Regions from separate parts of the Gossypium hirsutum genome. Here region 1 is linked to region 2. The links are chromatin contacts, called in public Hi-C maps. All regions are on one chromosome and are shown on one strand. Each heading gives the region's core, a stretch centred on a gene start, on an enhancer-like site or on the middle of the called end of the contact. The rest is flanking DNA. Distances are from core to core; before and after follow the strand shown. Region 1 holds the start of LOC107961688 (galactose mutarotase). Region 2 holds the start of LOC107959819 (inositol hexakisphosphate and diphosphoinositol-pentakisphosphate kinase VIP2).

Region 1 (6,591 bases), core at 3,379-5,878, 190 kb before region 2:
TTGTACTGGAATTTGCTTTCAGTATTGGATGCAGATTTAACTAGGTAATTGATTGTTATTATACTTCATAAACTGGATTAAGATACCTAGCTACATATAAAGTTGTAATAAGGACTGGAACTGAATTTTTTTTTCATTGTATCTTTGGTTTGTCGCCCCTCAAAGTAACCACACACCGTTCTGTGTTCAAGAAGTTTGATCTCATTTATGAACACTAGGAAGGAATAAGAGTTTGTCACCGACAACATGGAGATAATATAAAAGCATATTATTGTAACCTTTCATACTGTTTTGGTTCACAATACGAACTGTCTAGTAAAATAATGATTGTTTGTTTAGATTTAGTTTAATGGCATTCATTTTATCAGGGTCCATGCCTCTTCCTTGGTCCACCCGAATGAAAATTGCACTTGGTGCTGCAAAGGGTCTCGCTTTTCTTCATGAGGAGGCTGAACGGCCTGTAATATATCGAGACTTCAAAACATCGAATATACTGTTAGATGCGGTGTGTGACTAATGTGGTAAAAATACTTTGCTTACTTTAACTTGTATCGTCTATCTTCTGAAATATTTTGGAATTTTCTTCAGGATTACAATGCCAAACTTTCTGACTTTGGACTTGCAAAAGATGGTCCGGAGGGAGATAAGACTCATGTATCTACTCGTGTAATGGGAACCTATGGCTATGCGGCACCTGAGTATGTTATGACAGGTAAATATGACAAATATTGATATTATTTGTTAACTCGGAGAACTTGCAAACATTAACTAGAGTATAGGTTGTATGAGTGTTCTGATTTCCTCGTAAAAATGGGGAGAAAGGAAATGGAAAAGTTTTGTCCTAATTAGAACCATATTTTTCCAGGTCATCTTACATCAAAGAGTGATGTATATAGCTTCGGGGTGGTACTGCTTGAGATGCTGACTGGCCGAAGATCCATGGACAAAAACCGACCAAATGGGGAGCATAACCTGGTGGAATGGGCTCGTCCCTATCTTGCAGAGAGACGAAGATTTTATCGACTTATAGATCCCCGCCTTGAAGGGCACTTCTCGATAAAAGGTGCTCAGAGAGCTATTCAATTGGCTGCCCATTGCCTTAGCCGTGATCCGAAAGCCAGACCTTTGATGAGTGGAGTTGTTGAAACCTTAAAGCCTCTGCCAAATCTCAAGGACATGGCTTGTACTTCTTCCCAGTTCCAAGCCATGCAAATTGAGCGCATGGCATCGACATCAAAATCTAGAACTGGAACTAGAGCTCCGGCAGCATTGTCAATAAGGAATGGACAACCTACTAGGAGCCCTCTCACTCAGAATGGTCCGCAGATCTCCCCATATCATAACAACCTTCCTTACCGGTCACCAAAACCTAATGCTGGCCAACCTTTGCGTTGAGTATATGCTTATCCCCAGCCTGTTTCGATTTCATTTATATGTTTTTGATCTGGGGATTTAAGTAAAACATTGGGAAAATGAACGAGGCATGAGTTTGCAAGTTCATGCTGACATGTTCTTTTCCTAACAGTGAGTAATTTATGGCCATTGTTGCCCGATATGGTGGTGATCAATTAGAACAATTCAGAAAAAAAGAAATTGCAGGTCTTTAGAATAAAAGAAAAATGGTTTGCTGTCCATTACTAAGTTGTGTATGCCATTTGCCTTTTATTCTAGGTTCAGTTTAGACCTCATTAATTTTGGATAATATATATGTTAGAATTATTTCCCGAGGGTTGGAAATTTTAATTAAAAATATAATAATATAATAATGTAAATTAAATTTATGATAATTGTTTAAGATTCAACGCAAAATTTTAAATAATTTTGAAGTCAAAATTGTTTATCTACTTTTTTTTAATTCAATATTTAAAAATATTAATTTTTTTACAATATTATTATAAGTTATGATCATATTTGTTTTTATATAATATTTGAAATTACTCATAATTTCTCTCCAATTCATAAATAGAAAGATAATGTAGTTTCATATACTTGAACTCACGATCTCCCATATAAGTAAAAACTTTTATAGAAAATATTTTTAATCTTAAAAAATTTTCATAACATTTCAATTTATTACCCATAATCTTTCTTTTAAACCTTTAAAAAAAAAAGGTTTATTATCCCATCCTGAAATACATTACAATAAAGTTGTAGGAGATTCGACTTTTATATTAATAAAGGAGACAAGGGTTTTTTTTGTCTAGGAGGAAATCGAAAACTTGAACACCATAACATGCTTGTACTCTTTTCCAGGATAAACAATAGTAGATGGGAAATTTGGATGATTGACCGAGTCTGGAAATGCTTGAGTCTCCAGACACAAAGCTCCATGTGGTTCATAAACATATCCATCTTTCCCTTTCACATCTTTCAAGGAATTAGCCGTGTAAAACTGCACTCCTGCTTGATTCGTAAACAACTCCATCACCCTCCCCGATTTCTTATCTTTCACCACTGCTGCTTTCTTCAGCTTGCCATCCACACCATCGATCACGTAGTTGATATCGTATCCATTTTCAAGTTTGTTGATTCGGCTTCCCACCGTGTGAGGTTTGAGGAAATCGTAAGGGGTTCCTTTGACGGCGGCGAATTTGCCGGTGGGAATGAGTTGGCTGTTCACTGGAGTGTAGTGGGAAGCGAAAATCTGGACTTGTTCGGATAAGATGTCGCCACTGTTGTGGTTGCCAAGGTTCCAATAGGTGTGTTGGGCGAGGTTGACTGGTGTGGCCTTGTTTAGAGCTTTGGCCTTCATTCTCACGGTCAGCCTGTTGCCTGGGTAAAGGGTGTAGGTCACTGTTACTCTGAGTGCACCAGGAAATCCTGTCCATTATATAAACAACTTCAACATCAGATGAATGTTTCAACCACTGATAAATTAAAAGGTTGGAATTTGGTAAAAGAGAAAATGTGCAGTCACCTTCTTCACCATCATAACTATCATAGGCAAAAACAATGGATGGAGAATAGCCATCTTTCTTATACTTGTTCACTTTCCATACAACATCACTAAATCCAATAGGGCCACCTAATAATAATAATATTGTTATTAAAACATAAAATTTAGAAGAGATATTTAAAGGATGAACATTGAAGAACGAGAGTACCATGAAGCATGTTTTTGCCTTCATTAGGGATCAATTTATAATGGACTCCATTCAAAGTAAATTGAGCCCCTCCTATTCTGTTAGCAACCCTTCCAACAATGGAACCAATATACGAAGTATCATTCTGTCAAAAAAAGTTGCAAATTGAAAAATTAGGAAATCCTTTAAGATATGTTTCATTACTATGAAATAAAAATTTTAAGTTAAAATGAATTTTATCCAATAAATTATATTCAAATGTCTACATGCATTTAAAGAAAAACTGATTTGTCATTTTTCTATTAGAAAAAAATAATAATGACATGTAATCACAATTTTATATAATTTTTTCTTGTACTTAAAATGTATGAATACAATAAAAAATAAGGGATTTTGTAGACTGAATTTTCAAAGTTTTATCCTATTTAAAACAAAACAAGCCAAGTAATAGAGTCAATAATATAATTTTCAAAAGAAAAGATTTGACTTTTCAAGTCTATATAACAGTGCTAATAATTAAATAATTAATATAATATAAATAAATAAATAGCGAAAAATAAAAGAACAAGCCTGGCTTGCCATTTAAATAATTCATGTTATATGCAGCCAGCTTCTTTGAAAAGAAAAATTTGTATTTAATGAGCAGATTATATGACAAATCCAGCTGTAACCTTTTATCTTTTTATGATTCTTAGAGGGGATACCAATCAATCATGGCCCACTTTAGAAATTTTATCTACACATAAAGACAGCAATGAAAATCTTGTATAAATATATATATATATATATGATACCAATATTAATGGAAAATGACAATAGGTGAGACAAAAGTGAGAAATGATTTTATCCACCTTCACATGTATGTTGAAAAGAAAAGTTGCTTACATTAATAATGTTGCTTCATCTACCTTTTTTCTTTTCCTTCCATTTTAATATTACAAAAAACAAGAAGAGAGAAACAAGATTTACCTTGTAGTCATTGACAGAATCATATCCCAGAACAATATCACCCATTTTACCTGAAAATTATGAGGGAAAGTTTGATATAAGTGAAGAACAAAAAGCTGAAACTTAAAGAAGACATGAAGAAACAATCCAAAGGTTTTCAAGTTTGGGAGTGTTTTGGAGAGAAAAATAAAATCCAAGGGGTAAAGTTGAAGAGAAAGAAACAGACCATATTTGTCAGGGAGGAAGACTGAAACAATAGTTGCACCCCAGTTGGTGAATTTAACACTCAGATCACCTTTCTTCAGCTCATATATCCCAACCTTCTCCACTGCTGCTGACCCATTGATAATTGCAGAAGCAACAATAATGAACAAGGAAAACAACAACAAAGATACCTTAGCCATGTTTGGATTTTGAATGTGACAAGGCAGATGAGTTCTTAAGGTATTTATAGGAATAATGAGAGTGACTTTTAAGTCTTTGCTTAACACCAATATGAGCAAATTAAGGGTTTTAAAATATTATCCAAATAATGAAAATGTCTAATTCTTTCTTTATTTCTGGCTGGAATAATGTTTTGACTTTCAGAAAGATCTCAGTTTTTGAGGTGCCCCACTTTTACTTATACGTTTTGGTTTTTTAATTTTAAAAATTTATAAAATATTATTAAATCATTTAAAAGTTTTTATTTAAATCAGTATACTGGTAAAATCACGGTTGCATGGCCTTCTTTGTTTGTACCTCTTGCACTAATCAAAAGCTCTCATTCTCTTTCTTTTTTATGTTCAATTTGTTTCATGAAATAACTTCGAACGTCATGAATCTGCAAACTAAAATCAAAACAAGTTTCTTATGTGATCTCCAACACTGACTGTCAAACTGATTTAGATCTAAGATATGTTCTTTTACTTGTCGATGGGTAATGATTCACCGTATTAATCGTTGAATTGTCGCTTGGAGGTCACTAGATAAACTTTTAAAAAGCAAAGTTAACAGCCCAATAACTTAAATAAAAACTTTTGAATAATTTAATAACTTAAATATTTTTTTGAATAGTTCAGTGACCATTTTATAACTTTTTAAAACTAAATGATCAAAACGTAAATTTATTTATAATTTAATGACCTTAGATGTGGTTTACCCTTATATTTATGCATGTATAGCTAAAATGAATTTTCCAAGTTGTGGACTTTCATGCTCTGGTGGCTATAGTAGTAGTTGTCGAAATTGAGTCCATCAAAAAGATAAAAAATCAATTGAGATACAATAGTTGAATTGGTAATTAATTGAATTAATGATTGAATTGGATTTTATAAATTTTAATAATTTATTTAATTAAAAGTGAACCAACCGTTTAATTGACGGTCTCAGTAATTAAATCATTGGTTTAATTCTAAAAAATTATAATTTAAATATTGGTAGATGGCGAGAATTTTTTGTTTGAGAGTCAAAATAAAACTAAAATGATTTAGAGATCAAAGCTAATAAAAATTATATTAAAATGATTTAAATTAAATAATTAAAATTTCTATTCATAGGATGAAAATTAAATTATAAATTTCTCCTGCAAAATTTTTAAAGAGATTTAACCTGAAGTTTTATATTTTTTAGGCCAAGCAACTGCTGGCGTTGCCCCCACTCATAGATTAGAAGTATTAGTTTTTAGCAATTTATAATTATTTATGTGAAAAATGAAATAAAATAAAAATAAAAAAATAAAATAAAGAACACACAGATTTTTACGTGGAAACCCTTTTGGAAAAAAAACACGGGCAGAGGAGAAGAAAATTTACTATGTCGAATTCGAATTTTTTACAAGAGGAATAGACTATGTCTATTTATAGGCTTGTAAAGCCATATTCTAGTATGACTGAAACACCTTATTCTAATCAATATCAAATAGATGATATTTAATAAGGTTTAATAAAACCTTATTCTAAAAATAAAATAAAAGAAGTGTAATTCTATATGGATTCTTCTTTTATTTTATTTTACCACTGTATTTTATTTAAATAAGGATTCGGGTCACTTAATTCTAATAATCTCCACCTTGACACGAATTCTCAATGAACAAGTTCTTCATCGCTATTCTCAACGAACAAGTTTTCCACCGCTTCCATAAAACCCCTTAAGGGTTTAACTTCAACAATAAACACCAACCAAGTCTAAACAATGCTCAAACTTGGTTATAGGAAGTGACTTAGTTATCATATCTGTAGGATTTTCATGAGTACTAATTTTGCTCACAACTATATCACCACGAGCAATAATATCACGAGCAAAATGATACCGAATATCAATGTGTTTTGTTCTCTCATGAAACATTTGATCTTTTGTAAGAAAGATGGCACTCTGACTGTCACAAAATATTGTGCTGATTTGAAGGTCTTCATTGAGTTCACTAAAGAGTCCCTTCAACCAAATAGCTTCTTTACAAGCCTCAGTAATCGCCATGTACTCAGCTTTAGTGGTAGACAAAGCGACTGTAGTTTGCAAAGTGGCTTTCCAATTGATTGCACAACCTCCGATTGTAGAGACATAACCCGTGAGGGATCTTCTT
Region 2 (6,241 bases), core at 2,322-4,821:
CTAAAAGATATAAGATAGTATAAATTAAAGGAGAGGGATCACTAACTCCGATGTAAAACTAGAGTGGTTTTACACCATTCTGTACCTTTTTATTCTGTTAATATTTTAACAATCCAACAGTCATATTTCATGCTCCATTTATATAGATCATGCATGCCAAGTTTGACATAAATTAAAAATTTCTAACTATTCGTTTTATATAAAAAAACTTTCAACAATTAAATATATATAGATAATATTTTAAATCTATATGATAGAGATATTGAATCAATTAAAAAATTTACATGCATGACAAGTACAAGTATCTTGAAATAGTTGTATTATTAAAATATTAATCGTATAAAAAATTATAAAAGAATATAAAACCACTTAAATTTTATATCAATATAAGTAGATCTCTGTCTTAAATTAAAATAGTTTTATTTGAAACTTTAGTCGATGTAAACTAAGTGCTTTACACGTCAATCAAAGTTTTATTATAATATGATAAAAATTTGATATTTTAATAATAGGTATTGTATAAAATTTGAAACATTAGTATACTTTTATCAGTTTTTATATGGAAAAATATTTGGTACATTACTAGTAGAATTTAAAAATTCTACAAGTAGGGTTGGGATGATGATAAGTGTATATAGGATACAATAAAAAATTGGGATAAATATTAAAACTAGACATGAACTATCATATAAGATACAATTTGATACATGAACTATGATTTGATGCAATCATACACTTGAAACTTTGATAGTTGTTCAAATATATACATGAAACACTAATTTTGATTCAATTACATACATTTTTAAAAAACTAAAATACATTAATTTACTTTTATATTGAATAAATATAATTATTTGTGCATGCATCATGTTAGTGTAAATTAGTGTTATATCAATAATTGTGTCAGTGATTAGTGAAAGTTGAATCAAATTAACATTTAATGTAAAAAAATGCATAAAATTAAAGTTCATATTTAAAGTTCATATTTATAGGGTTGGATTTTTTTTTTTTGAAAATGGGTAGGATGGTTTTTGTTTTTAAAAGGGGTAATGTCACTTTTGTTACTTGTACTTTTATAAAATGTTCAATTTGATACCTGAACTAGTAATTTGTATATTATTTGCTATTTGTATTTTCATAAAATGTCCAATGTGGTACCTGAACTATCAATTTGTGTATTATTTAGTCCTTGTACTTTCATAAATTGTCTAATGTGGTACTTATACTTTGAGAATGTTCAATGTAGTACTTGAATTATCAATTTATGTATTATTATGGCATCTAAAGTTAACACCCATAATAAATACTAAGCCAACTAATGAAAATTCGGCACATGAATTTTTTCAAATCAACAATTCCATATGAATAACATAATATTATGTGAAATGGAAAAAAAATGAAATGATATTTGAGATCAAGGTATTCAAACTTTTATTCAAGCTCAATAAGTCAAGCAAGAGACATAAAATTGGGGAAATTTTGGCTTATATAAATTTTGGAAAATTTAGGGTTCTTAACAAAATCTAAGTAATCTTGAGTTAAAAAATGATGATTTTTTAAAGTTAAACTTATATTGTTTAGATATAGTTATTTTTTAAAATTTAGTTTATTTAATTCCATTTTTTTATGCTTTATTATCTATTTTCCATAATATTATTATTCATGTGAAATTAATGATTTGGAAAAAATTCATATGTCGAATTTTCGTTGGTTGGTTTAGCATTTACTAAAGGTGTTAATTCTATATATTATAATAATACACAGATTGATAGTTAGGGTACCACATTAAACATTTTCAAAATATAAGTACCACATTGGACATTTTCAAAGTAGGGTACCACATTAAACATTTTATAAAAGTACCAAGTACCAAATAATACACAAATTAATAGTTCAAGTACTATATTAGACATTTTTAAAGTACAGGCATCATATGGACATTTTATGGAAGTATAGATACCAAATGTGACATTATCCCTTTTTTTAAAGTTGCCGGATCGGATCGAGATTGAGTTTAGACTGCCCTACCCTGGGATATTTACAAAATTACTCCTCATTTTATTTTTATTTATGATTTAACCCCTAAATGATTTTATGGGCTGTAAATTTATGTACTTGATTTCTGGCAGTGGTTGTTAGTAATTACACTAAAGTAATGATAGTTGAAATTAGACATTGGATGCTTGAAAAGGACATAAACCTGTAGAAAAGAACCAAATACAAAATTCGTATGTGACCATGTAATAGTGTTTATCTTGTGCTATTTACATGGAGCCATTGATTGAATAAACTCATCTATTGTAGGCAAGTAAATAGCTTTAAACGTCTTATATAAATTCATCTACTGCCTACTGCACTATTGTTCTTACTTCCTGAACTAATAGCTCCAATTGAATCAGATTTAGCAAAGTGACTAATATACATAATTTATATTATCAAGTAAGCAAATAAAAAATAGTTAGCACGTTCTCAAGACATTGTTTCATAATAAAAGATTTCAACATATTAGAATGAATTGTTTTATAATCAAAGAATTGGTTAATTTGAAACAATAAAATAAAATAAACTTCCATCAGGATGGGTTGAAATCGGGCTTTTAATAAAATTTTGAGTTGAGGTTAGGGCAAGTTTATTTTTTAATGTCAGGATCGAGTTAGAGTCGAGAGACGAGAGTAGAACTTAGGGTCGAGGTCGAGGTCGAGGTCGAGGTGGACAACAATTCACCTTGCACCATTGTCATCACTAATTACACATTTGATCAAAGTTTATGTATGGTTTTGAACTTTTACTACAATTTTTTAAAAAATAAATATATAAAAGAGATGTGAATCTACCAAATATAAACTTTTTTGTATTATACTATTTTTATATTAGTTTGAAATTAGTACATAATGAAAGTTGAAATTAATAAATCTAAAACAACTTATTTTTATGTTATGATTAAAAATATCAAATTTATTATATATTTATTTTATATTAAAGAAAATTCAAAATTAAACAATCTATTAAACTTATGAAAAATAGTAAATTGTACAAGGGCGAAGTTAGAAAATTGTTTAAGAGTCGAAATTAAATTGTAACTTTCAAAGGTTTAAATCAAAATTTTATCATTTGGGGGACAAAGTACAATTTTATCTTTACTAATTTAAAATTTTAAAAATTTTAAAGAACTTAAATAAAAAAAATTCATTTTAGGGGGCCGAGACCCATGCCAGCCCCAGGTTAGTCCTTGAAATTGTACCAAACATTTTAAAACTACAAATAATATTTTAAATTAATTCTCAAACTTTAAAATGTTTTAATCACATTGTCAAAATTAGAAGGTTATACCAATTACGTAATTTCATTTCGCAGTTAAGTGGTATGTAAAATAATTAAAAATTTAAAAATACATGCATACATACATACCCATAATGTATCAATGTGAAAGCAATAGGTTTAATTGATATAAGCTTTAAAGTAGGAGATGTAGTTAGAATTTAAACGGTAAGAAATTTACCAAAAAAACCCCGTAAACTTTGCACGTCCCTGTCACAAAGCAAAATCATCATCCACTTGAATATTCCGGAATCCAATATCTTTCCACTCCAAACACCCCCTCCCTCAATACTAAAATGAATCTATAAATATATTTTTAATTCAAAAAATAGAAGTTTTTCATTTTTGTTCGGCTTGGAAAGCGTTCCATCTCATTTTCCTCTCCGATATTTCTCGCGACTTACTCAACGCCTTGCCTTCTTTATTCTTCGCTGAATCGCTTTCTCTGTTTTTTCTTTCTTTTTTTTTCCCGTTTTCACTGTTTTATTTTATTTTATTTTTTACTTCTTCTTGATCTTATATTATACGTATGATAATATATATACCTGGAAGTTTCCGATTTGCGTTCTGGCGGTGATTCGCAGCGGAAGAGTTTTCCGTCGCAGTGTTCTTTTTTGTTCGCTGAGATTACTTTTCTTTTTTGAGATATAAAGAGTAAAAGGAAGATTCAGAGATGGTAGGAGCAGGAGATGGAAGAGGATATAAGAAGATAATTGTTGGAATTTGCGTCATGGAAAAGAAGGTGAAATGCGGAAGCGAGGTCCTTGTCTCTTTTGTTCGCTCGAGTTTTCTACTAAATATATGAAAAAATTATAATTTTTTCATAAAAAATATAATATAGTTGGACGACGTGTGACTTTGTATAGTAATATAATTTATTATTTATTGCTATGTGTTAATGCTTAAATTTTAAGCTTTTAAAACATTTCCTGTTCTTTTTTCAGGCTTTTTCAGCTCCAATGAGACAGATTTTGGACAGGATTAAGGCTTTTGGCGAATTTGAGGTAGATCAGATATAACTTTTAAACTTTAAATTAATCTGAATTAGAATTGTTTTATTTATGTATGAGTTGAATTTGATGTAACGTGAATTAGTTTACGGGAAATATAAATGGATAAACCATGGTTTGCTCATTTACATTGATGAAATATGTAAATTTTATTTTTTGGTAAAACTCTAATTAAGTGTTTGGAATGATATGCTGGAGTTTGTTAGTGTGTGCTATATTGCACCCTATGTTAATAAAACTTGGGTCTAAGTATTGGATATGATATGTGTTCAACACATGCATGTTAAATTTTTTTCCATGTCAGTTGAAGGGTACTTCAACGGCCATATTTCTTACATCCATGTCCGAATATGCATAAGATATGAGTGCTGGACGCATGTACTTCAAGAAAAATGTTTTGTTGTTTTGTTCTTATGGATTTCTTGCTTTGAAATGTCTTTCTTTTTTTCTTCTTGTAGATTCTCCATTTCGGTGATATGTACTTCAAGAAAAATGTTTTGTTGTTTTGTTCTTATGGATTTCTTGCATTGCAATGTCTTTCTTTTTTTCTTCTTGTAGATTCTCCATTTCGGTGATAGGGTTATTCTTGAAGATCCTATAGAAAGGTACATTTTTGGTTAATTAGTGGAATCACATTGTCTCAGATTTACATTGTGATATTTTTTATTTGGTTACAATTGGCATTGTTGGTGTCGTTATCATTTATTTATTTTTATTTTAAACTTAGAAGACAAAAGAAAGGAAGAAGAAAAAAGGGGTGGAGGGGATCCACAGATTTGCTCATTAAATTTCCAGTTGAAAGCAGTAAATAGACGGTTGCATTTATGTTGAAAAATTTGAAGTCTTCACTTTTAGCTGTTATCTTCCTATTGATTTATTGTCTTGTCATTTGTTTTTTCTTCGAAAGGTATAGTTTGAGTCTGAGCAACTGTGTGATTTGAGATCATAACTTACCCTGTCTCCTTTCATTGGATGATTATATGATTTTTCGAGGGAGTTAAGTTGGAGGATGTGGAGGGAGATGTCCATATTTGTGTAATGAGTGTACTTCTTGTTATCAAACTCAAACGGTCAAGGTTCACATTGTTTTTCTTACCTAGCTGAGAGGTCGTAATTTCTTGTAATTTTGCTTGTTTCAGCTGGCCAATCTGTGATTGTTTAATTGCATTCTACTCCTCTGGATTTCCCCTTAAGAAGGCTGAAGAATATGCTGCTTTAAGGAAGTAAGTTCTTATATATATATATATAATTTTGTATGCATGTATTCTATTTGCATGTTCACAATAGGGAATCGATTTGTAACTTCAATGTGGGAAACTTAACATAATGATTGAATAACTTTTTGACTGTCATACTTTCCTATCTGGCTACAAGTAATGTGCTAAATGTTGGTCAAGTAACGCCTTAAAAAATTAAAGAATTCAGAGCCATGATGATTACTTCAAAATTCTGATATTTTCTTTTGTACATAGGTCTTAAAATTAGATTCCATTGAAAGTTAATTATTTATATTAATTCTGATTGGATCTTGGGTTTAACTCATCAGCATCAATCCATCAATATGATGAGGTATGAGGTCCATAGATATAAAAGTATTAGGTCTCAATCCAAATGGAGTGTTAGTGAATGCTCAAGAGCAGTGGATCACTTTTTGAAATTCAGAAGATAATTATGTTCGAGGTGATGATCAATTAATATCTCTCTAGTTTAGGTTGGGAAAGTCTAAAGTTTTGCTTTTGCATGATTGCAAGGGAAAGTACCACAGTATGGCTGTTTTATTAAGTGCCATGGTATCCACTATTAGAGTCTAGACCTCCAGTAACTTTAGCCCTATTTATAGTCAATTTAACTTATATCTATCCTTCCGTGTAACTGGAGCCACGATCAGATTATTCCATCTCAACTATGTGTTT

The links. Hi-C and Micro-C count contacts between places; a contact is called where the count stands out from the background.
Region 1: a Hi-C map of leaf shows a contact between it and region 2, with 5 times the contacts expected there. The contact joins the promoter of LOC107961688 here to the promoter of LOC107959819 in region 2. A contact is called at or near these places in 15 of 34 Hi-C or Micro-C datasets (callus, fibers, hypocotyl and 3 more).

Annotation. Positions count from the first base shown.
Region 1 is chrA05:101,330,255-101,336,845 of Gossypium_hirsutum_v2.1, reverse strand. LOC107961688 (galactose mutarotase) reads right to left here and starts at 4,628. Exons shown (of 5, transcript XM_016897766.2): 1 at 4,258-4,628; 2 at 4,053-4,102; 3 at 3,105-3,228; 4 at 2,918-3,025; 5 at 2,086-2,820. The coding sequence starts at 4,435. The coding sequence ends at 2,201. It overlaps LOC107961687 (probable serine/threonine-protein kinase PIX7), which reads left to right. Exons shown (of 6, transcript XM_016897764.2): 4 at 369-505; 5 at 589-712; 6 at 866-1,634. The coding sequence ends at 1,395.
Region 2 is chrA05:101,141,791-101,148,031 of Gossypium_hirsutum_v2.1, reverse strand. It overlaps LOC107959819 (inositol hexakisphosphate and diphosphoinositol-pentakisphosphate kinase VIP2), which reads left to right and starts at 3,571. Exons shown (of 30, transcript XM_016895974.2): 1 at 3,571-4,078; 2 at 4,263-4,322; 3 at 4,887-4,933; 4 at 5,468-5,551. The coding sequence starts at 3,992.